2 separate regions of the Gossypium hirsutum genome follow, and region 2 is linked to region 1. The links are chromatin contacts, called in public Hi-C maps. All regions are on one chromosome and are shown on one strand. Each heading gives the region's core, a stretch centred on a gene start, on an enhancer-like site or on the middle of the called end of the contact. The rest is flanking DNA. Distances are from core to core; before and after follow the strand shown.

The links. A called contact is a pair of places that touch in the nucleus more often than the background predicts.
Region 2: a Hi-C map of leaf shows a contact between it and region 1, with 2.0 times the contacts expected there. The contact joins the enhancer-like site here to the promoter of LOC107913402 in region 1. A contact is called at or near these places in 8 of 34 Hi-C or Micro-C datasets (callus, leaf, petal and 1 more).

The regions. Positions count from the first base shown.
Region 1 is chrD11:32,373,971-32,378,681 of Gossypium_hirsutum_v2.1, reverse strand. It overlaps LOC107913402 (zinc-finger homeodomain protein 2), which reads left to right and starts at 2,159. Exons shown (of 2, transcript XM_016841974.2): 1 at 2,159-3,245; 2 at 3,548-3,803. The coding sequence starts at 2,540. The coding sequence ends at 3,606.
Region 2 is chrD11:32,483,583-32,488,293 of Gossypium_hirsutum_v2.1, reverse strand. No RefSeq gene overlaps it. Among protein-coding and RNA genes, the nearest start is that of LOC121223835, 58 kb to the right of the region's middle. Within about 2 kb of position 2,898, at least 5 of the 9 cell types and tissues checked have an H3K27ac peak or open chromatin away from gene starts, as enhancers often do. A contact at or near this core is called in leaf, where this site is marked.

The sequences.
Region 1 (4,711 bases), core at 910-3,409:
ACACTAAGGGCATTAGATCCCCAAAAGTATTATCCTTCCATCACCACGCCTTCATCGAAAGTTTGAAACCCATCAACCAATTAACTCGATCATCATCATCACTCCAAAATCGACCCTCACAAACCTATTCAAGACCTGCGGATTCATCAACTAAACCAATAATAAAATATCAAAGTTTCAAATTGAAAGAAACAGAAAATCAAAGCAAAGAGTAGTGAAAAGTCAAGATTTCGGGTTCCATATCTTGAAGGGTTCGAGGTTTGATCTAAACAATCTAAATGGTGAGGAAGCGATCATTAACGAGGAGAAGTTCATACTCTGAAATGGTGTAGGTTCAACAATGGACGATGCAGATCGAGATTGTGGACTTCAAAACATTACAAGTAAATTCTTTAAAAAAATTGTTATAATAAAATGCATATATATATGGACATTGTCTTAAAATGTGATAATTATTATTTTTTAAATATTTATGTTAGAATCAAATTTTAAAATATATAATATTATAGATAATATATAAATAAATATTTAAGTTAAATTAAAGAGAAAATTTATTTAATTAGTTTTTATTTAAATTTTGATTACCTAATTAAAATTATAACTTAGTATTTATTATTATCACACCTTATTATTTAAAATATTGATGGGCGTATGTAAATATTTATGGAAAATGCTAAAAAAATACTTGGATGTAAATATTTAACTTGAACAAGTCCTAGAGTTATTTTTCCTAACATTAATTCTATCAAAAAATTTTAAAAATTAAAAAAATAAAAATAAAAGCACTTACGTATTTTTATACTTAAAAGGTTTTTGCTTATTAATGTCTAAGTACATTTACTAAGATTCGAACCACTTTTAGTAAAAATATTAATATAATCTCTAATAATCTTTTCATAAATTTAATTCGATAAAATCGATAAATTAACAACTTAAATTTATATTTATTTAAATTTTAAATTTATGTTTAATTAAGAAAATATGTATTTTTAAACATAAAATTAACTTAAAAACTAAGTATGGGTAATATTTAATTATTAAAATAAAAACTAACCTAGATAATATAAAAGCTATATTAAATAAATAGAAATTTATTTAAGTTAAATTAATGGATGATTAACTATAAATCATTTAATTGAAATTTAAAAACATAGATATTATCTTTAAAGATATAGAAATTAAATAAAAATGAAAATGTTGAAATAGGATAAATTAACTATAAATCAATGTTTAACAAGTGGAACATTTTCAATTTTTTATTTAATTTCTATATCTTTTAAAGATAATATCTATATTTTTAAATATATATATGACATTAATTTTGGGTGGAATTGGAAGGGGAATCATTAATTATTAATGTCAAACAGCTTGTGGCCTCTTGATTTTTATCCCGAATTCTCAATATATATGTACACATTAGGCTATTTTGAACCAATAGAAAAGCAGTAGATTTCTTATGATTTTATATTCAAATTAAATTCTGGACCGAAAATTTTCTAATCGGCTTTTTACTAACACTATTTCTATTTGAAATTTTGTGGAAAGAAAAAGCAATAGTCAGAAAAAGAACATCTCCCCCAATCACCCTATTGTGTGCATGCCATGCCTGCATGGTTTGGGTTTGGCAAAGACACTTGACCTCGAAACACAAACCGCCGCACTAATGAGTTACTAGCACGTTCCTTGCACGCGAATCAGAGGAGAGTATTAATAACCATATTTAAGCTCCTACTATTGCCCTCTCTGTCCTTAATTTTCTCTCTCTCTTACAGAACCTAGCGGGAAAATTAATTACATGTTGACGCCAACACCGCGTCACCACTTATGTCGGAAACTTTGGCACACACGTAAGACGTCGTGCCCAAGCTTCGCTTTTAATACCGACAATTTATTGCTTCCCCAAGTAATTCCGTGTCCCCCATCTTCTGCAACCCCCGTACTATCTCTTTACGCGCCGCCTCACGCGCCACCTGACCTCACTTTCATGTCCCACCTTTCCGTAACGAGATTACGCGAGAGTACAACACCATCTGAAAGGGTCCCATTCCAATCCAAAATAAATAACGTAAGTTTCAGTGTTGAGAGAAGAGCGTGGTTGGCGCGTGAAGCGTTGGATTCCTTTATTTTGTCCGCTTTGCAGACTGTACCCAACAGTGGACAAACCCCAGCCCTGCTATCTTCACTGTACCCTCTCTAATTCTTATAAACCAGCCCAATGTATTTTACAGTTCAGTAAAAAAAAAACAAAAAACAAATCAACACATAAATAAATGAGATGAGGAGTTAACAGATATTTGTTTTGGAACGGGAGAGTGATCAAGAAGGATCCTTGGTAAAAAAAAAAAGAAAAGAAAAGAGAGAAGAAAACTGCTTCTTTTGCAGATAAAAAGACAGGTTCAAGGGGAAAAAAAAATTATGGTCACACTGTCTTGCTCCTCTTATCTTTTTTTTCGTCTCTATTAGTGAAGAAAAGGGCGCTTTTTCTTTTTATAAAAATCTCTTTTTTGCGGGGGGTAAATTTTTGTCTTTGGTGGGAGAAATGGAGTTTGAGGATCAAGAGGAGCAAGAAGAAGAGATGGGTTTGGCACCGAGTTATGACCCGCTTGCAAACTCATCTCGAGTCAAAATGTCAGGTGTCGAACCGGGTTCGATAACTCCAACGGGTCAGCAGCAGCAACAGCAGCAGAGGAAACCAAGGTATAGAGAGTGCTTGAAGAACCACGCGGTGGGAATCGGCGGTCACGCCGTCGACGGTTGCGGTGAGTTCATGCCAGCTGGAACCGAAGGTACCCTCGATGCTCTCAAATGCGCAGCTTGTAACTGCCACCGGAACTTCCACCGTAAGGAAACGGAGCTGGGTTCCCCACACTCCGTCCCCATGACGGACCTCTACTTCCACCACCCCCACCACCAACCACCGCAATTCACTCCTTACTTTAGACCCCCAACGGGGTGCCTCCACATGGCTGGACAGCAAAGGCCGTTAGCCCTACCATCGATATCAGGAGGCGTCGGAGGACACAGCAGGGAAGATCAAGATGATGTTTCGAATCAAGGGAGTTCGAGGAAGAGGTTTCGAACAAAGTTCACGCAGGAACAAAAGGAGAAGATGTTGGCTTTGGCTGAGAGGTTAGGGTGGCGGATTCAGAAACAAGATGAAGCGATTGTTCAACAGTTCTGCAACGAAACTGGGGTCAAAAGGCATGTCTTCAAAGTTTGGATGCATAATAACAAGAACACTCTTGGTAAGAAACCCTAGAAACACCTTCTTCACGGTTTAGAGTGAGTGGAAAACAAAAATGAGAAAAGAAAAACTTGGGGGGATTTTAGTTAGATTTTTTAGGGTTACTTTGGGGGTGGGGGCGGGTTAACATTTGGTACTTTTGTAGTTATTATGATGTTGAAGGGTAGGTTACTAATATTAATATTGTTACATAATGTTAATGGCTACTTAATTTTAGCTCTAATGAGATGAAGATTTTTTAGTTCTAATATCTTTGATTTTGTTGCATATCAAAGCTCTATTTTAATGTGAAAATGGGTTTAGATAATGGTGCATTGAGGCAAAGTGGAGACATGCAATGCAATACAATGCAAGAGGCGTGAACATGGAAGAGCTTTAACAGGTTTATGAGCATGGGGATGGATTATGAGCTTCTCACGAGTAAGATCTTCTTTGTGTAATTAACCGAGATAAGAAGCAAGGAATTGGATTAACCATGATTTTCCTTGTATGATATATTGAACATATCCTTTGTACGTGAGTTTATCTGCAATTTCAGAGTTAATGGTCCTTTGCATGAGATCTTTTGCTTCTAATCAAACTTTTTTGTTTAGGGAAATCTTCATGCCGCGCTAACATTGATATATGTGCTTGGGAAAAAGTGAGAGGAAGGAAGGGGAAATGAGGGGGTTTGAGCTTGAGTTTGAAACATATAATGGCATGGCATCATCAATGAATGCACTTTTTGATCCTTCTTTCCTCCACCCAAATGCACTTTGCTTTCCTTGTTGCACACTTGTTTTGTTTTCACTTCCTTTTCGTGCTGTTTTTGTTTGCATTGGTACGTTTCTAAGTTCAATCAAACAAAGTTTTCTGATCAGATGGGCTACTTTCTGTTACCAATTGCAATCCCCCTTTTGTTTTGTTTATATATATATATTTCCCGGTAATGCATTTACTTTTTCAGTCTTTCTTTGAGTACAGAAGGGGATCTTCCTGCTTCTTCTTTTTTTTTTCTGAAAATTTCTTTTAATTAGTAATATATTTGCTCTTTCATTAGTATTCTTGTAGATAGTATAAAATAATGGGTTCTCAAACTTTATATGATATACATTTATTGTCAAACTTTAAGAACCTAACGAGATGCTCATGTAAGAATCACCTTGGGAAGGAAATGCATCAGCTACAGTAATATTTTCTGCCATGCAAAGCTCAAATCCAGATGTGGGTTTATAACGCCATGCTCGAGAAACTCAATAGACCCTGAACTTGACCTTTTAATTCCATCTTCGTTTTCTTTGTTTTTTTTTTTAATCCTTGAATGGAAACATGTGGAATCCCCAAGCAGCAAGGCAAATAAAAAGACGCATGTTTTTGTCTACAATTTTCTCATCAATCAAAACCCATGGCTTCATTTTCAGCCTTTTTGGTGGCTAAACTCCCTTAAGATCCCTAGAAAGCAATGTTCTTCTTTGTCCCTTCTCAATT
Region 2 (4,711 bases), core at 1,649-4,148, 110 kb before region 1:
ATTAAAAATTGTAAAAAAATAATTATGAGTTATAATTGATATTTCTAGATTCCTTAGTGAGTCTATTTTCTATAGAAACAAGTGAGAGCATAATATGAAAATCATACAATGAGACAATTGATTTTTACTGAATAAAGGTCAGAACCCTCAAGCAGTGAAGCAGGTGACAATTTAATGAATAAATTGTACTAATTGGCTAAACCAAAAATTCTGAAAATTTATGGTAAGATAATATATGAGTCTAGTTTCAGGGAAAATTTACGGATCTAAATTTTTAGTTTCGTAACTCGAGTTATAGTTAAATTAGTGACTGCTACGCAGGTGCACAGGATTATGGCGAACAGTGAAATAAATTTTAAAAGCAAATTTTTATGTCCTGAACTAATAAGTTAAGTAACGCCCCATGCTCAACTCCGGAAACGGTCTCGGGTAAGAGGTGTTACATGTAATCCATACAATGTACATCCACAAGAGACTTAGTCATATTCATGGATAGAACTTTTACATAGACAAAAAGTTTAAGTTACATTTGTTATAGTATGTAACATCCAATACTCAGATCCAATTCATTGGGTCGGGTAGAAAGCACTATACGAAGTTTCAGACCTAATGCCTGCTGATGAGAACATTGGTCTAGAGGGGTAGAGGTCACAGATGGTGGAACATATCTAGTTGTGAGGCAAGTTATGGCTTCTAGCAAGCAATGAGTTATTTGGTCCAGGGGTCCAAGAAGGGATACACCAAGTTGTGGTTAAGGAATTTTGGTAATTGGAGGAGTCAGAGTAGTTTAAGGAATGGTTATGTTAGTGTGGCAGGAGTGATAGGGTTGGAAACTAGGGGATCCCTCAGAGCTTTCATCAACTACTTCAAGGTGGGGAGAAGGACACTTGCATATTATAAAGAGGTTCATGTGAGGGTAAAATGAGGATGAGTTTTGGTATAATTCAAACTAGTGGGGGTTCTTGAGGCAAGCAAGATAGGGGTGATAGGTGGAGTGGAGGAGTTGATCTAGTTGGTTGGGTAAGCAGGGGTGCCACTTTGGGGTTGTGAAGCTATGACGTCCATGCTCATCGCACCAATTGTTGATATTGTGATACAAAAAGGAAGAGATATGAAGGAAAGAGTAGTGGTTGTTGTGAAGGTTGGTTCACCCCAACGGGACGAAAAGTCGAAAGTTATAAAGAGTGGAAGTAAGGAGAGTGCTAAAGCTAAGAGTAAGTTAACAACATACAGGCTTGGTATCCTTGGAGAGTTGATGCCTTCTTCATCTATCCTGGAGGTATTTGTAGGCGAGGATCTCATGGAAGATGATATTAAGATGTTGGACTTGTCATCTAGCCATCATTATGGAACGCGTGGGGCAGGTGTCTTTGATAGGATGAGGATGTTTGTGATGACCAAATCATGTCATTCGTTTTGACTTGATAGTATAGGGTAGTTGAGCGTACATGATGTTTGGTGACTAGCAACTTCATGTTCTAGATAAAAGCTTGAGTAGCCAAATGTCGAATGGCTAACGCGTATTTGAATGGTCATTCCGAGTGAAAAGCTTAAGGGTGTCCTCCTTATTTGCCACGTATCCTCATGCGGATTGGGGTATAACAAACATGAATTATTAAAGTGATGAAATATACAAGTGAGCTAGCAATTGTTTGCTCGCTCTATGGTTTGATAATCTGTTAGTATAAATTTATAAAGAGATGAAATTATGAATGATAGTTTTATAAATTCAAACAATGATATCACTATCAGTTAAATCCAGCCTAAGTTGCAGGAAAGATTAAAAATAAAAAAGGAAAAAGGTTTCCTTTAGCCCTGCAGGCTGTACCAAATGTCAACCAAGGCAATGGTGATGCGGCTTACCGTGTCAATTGGCAGGCACAACCCAAGGCAACTATGACTAGCTTTGCACCAGTCATTGATTCATTCTTCAAAGCTTTTCACCTAAATTTGAACATGGAATAATATTATGTTACATAAACACTGATAAAGCATATGTAATTTGAATGATATTCAATTACAGAACCAAATGAGATGATTTTTTCTGTCTTTCTTTGTAACTGTTTGTTCATATTATGTTGGGTGTCAAATGGTGGTGTCACAAGAAGCAAAGCTGAAGGCCATTGTCGTTTTTTTTCTTTTGGTATAAAAGAAAAAGAAAGGCAGGTGACAGAGGCAAAGAACATGGAAAATGGAAATCAAGGGTTGTCCCACTCTTTTGTCTTGTGCCGTCACAATCCATGCTCCTTTTCCCCGCAATTCCCTCTTTCCCCAACTCTCCCTCTGTGAGAAAGAAAAAAACATTTCTTTATTATTTCTATTTTTCGTTGAAATCTAGCTTCCCGTCCCGTTCATACAGATTAAGAGTACAGTGTATAATTTTTGCAGTAGCTTTTATATTACAGAGTTTTGTTTTACCTTTTTGGGTTTTGGTGAATTTGGTTGGCCTTAGACAGAGAAACAGAGATGGAGAGAGGGGAAACGTGTGGGAGCAGGAAAATGGGATATGTCAAACTGCTCTAAAGGAGAAGACTAATATATATATATATATAAACCATGAAAATCTGCCTCTATTTGTGACTGTATTGGCTTAGCGGTTTTCCTCCAGCTGACATTATTGTATAATATATGTTGCGTATATTTCCAAGATTTTCTTTTATTGGATAGAACAAGTGTTTGTCGTTGGCTTTTTTATTTGTATTGTTTTCTTTTATTTTCTGGAATTGTACAGTCTTTGTCTCTGCATTGTGAGGATGTTCCCTCAGACGTCTTTCCTTGCCCTTGTTGGCTGTTTTTGGGGATCACATGGAAAATCTCCCCATCCCAATCTTTTCTAGTTTGTCAATAGCGTTTTTATTATTTATCAAATAAAATCATTTTATAAAGAGGAAGAGAGGACCAAGGACCCGTATAAAAGAGAGGCCAACAAAGCCACAAACACCGTACTTAATAAGTGGGGCCGATTTAAAGCTTGCGAAGTCAAATTTCTTGCGGCGTTTTCTGCATTAATTGTATAATTCTGAGGGTATATCTGATTAACAAAACGGTTTTGAATGAAGATGATCAGATTCTCATAAAACCATTAACCATTGGCGTTTTAACTTTCTGGAACCAATGTTGCAGACACAGGAGTTAAGTTAATTACCCTCTAAAAATCACCAAGTTCCAGCCTTTGACTTACTATTTAATCCCTACTTCCGAGGTTGCTATCCATTACTACTGGACTGGTCTAGCTTTAAAGAGAGTACTGTTAAAAGAGAATAATCAACATTATTATCACTTCATTTTTTTTAAAACTTGGAGAAGAAATTCAGTTGACAGCCTAAATTTATGTTGACTATGAACTGAATGCTTATATTTTCTTCGTTCTAAAACTTGTTGGTATACCATTATAAGGAAGCAAATGCATGCATGTTGAATCAATTTTATATTTTTAAAATAAAATTTTGGATTGAAATATTATGAATAAGAAAAAAAGGTTTTACTTCTTAACTAGAGATTAGACCTTAACCTATTTTAGATTTAATAAAAACTCATTATTATAGAATATCAAAAAATTTAAGAAGGAAAAGACATAAGAAAGTACAAGGAGGGGCATTAAGAGATAAAGAGACAGGTGAGGTCAAGTCTTAAAATTCCGTTTCCCAACTATTAGTTGTAGCATAAAATTTTGGGATGGTATTATGTATGAAACGACAACCGACAGTTAATGGATTATCCTTAATGTGGCCTCCCTTTCCCCTCTGCTCAATTTCTCCATTCCAAATTGCTGCAAAAATAAATTTTGATGTTAAAAAAGTTAATTTTAGTATTTTTTTTATGTATTATTACGAAAGTTGTGGTTTTTTTTTTGTGCATTTTGGTCTTACTAAATTTAGTCTATTGGTTAATTTTACTTTTTATATTTTTGAAATTTCAATTTTGATCTAAATAGTAATAGTTAAATTTATTTAATTAAATTTAATTACTAGTTATGAACTATGCTTACATTTATAGATTTAATTCATATCCTCAAGTTAGATCATTCTAAGTACCTATGCTTTTCAAATTTTGAAATTTCAATTTTGAAGCAAATGATATTCGTTAATCAATTAACTGAAGTTTTAGTAAGTAAAATATAAAAATAACAAGCTGGTATAACATTTCACATATGATCATTTGTTTGTCGTATCAGATTTTGAATATAATAGACCTGAACAAATTTAACAGTTATTATTTAATAAGGATTGAAATTTTAAAATTTAAAAAATACAATTACTAAAAACAACCAAATTAAAGTTCAAGGATTAAATCCATAATCCATAACTTTTATAAAATACGGAGCTAATAGCATAATTTAGCATAAAAAATTTGATATTGAGATCTCGATTTTTACATAAATATAATAGATTTTAAAAAATAGAAATAATGGATATTTCCTTTTTTTTTAATTTAATCAACATTTTTATTATGTGATTACTTTCATATTTAAAAGTTATTGTAATATGGTTTTCATGTACTTTTAGTATTTAGAATAGTTTTTATTGCATTTTATAGTTTTCATATTAATTATATCTTATATGAATTCTATTCAATTTTAAATTTTTTAGAGTTAATTCAGACTTATTTGTTATTTTATTTTTCCTATTGTAGGTATAAGATGAAGAATGAAAAACTTAGGGCATATAACAAAATGTGGTGAAGAGAAGTCTTTCACTTTATCGGATTTAAT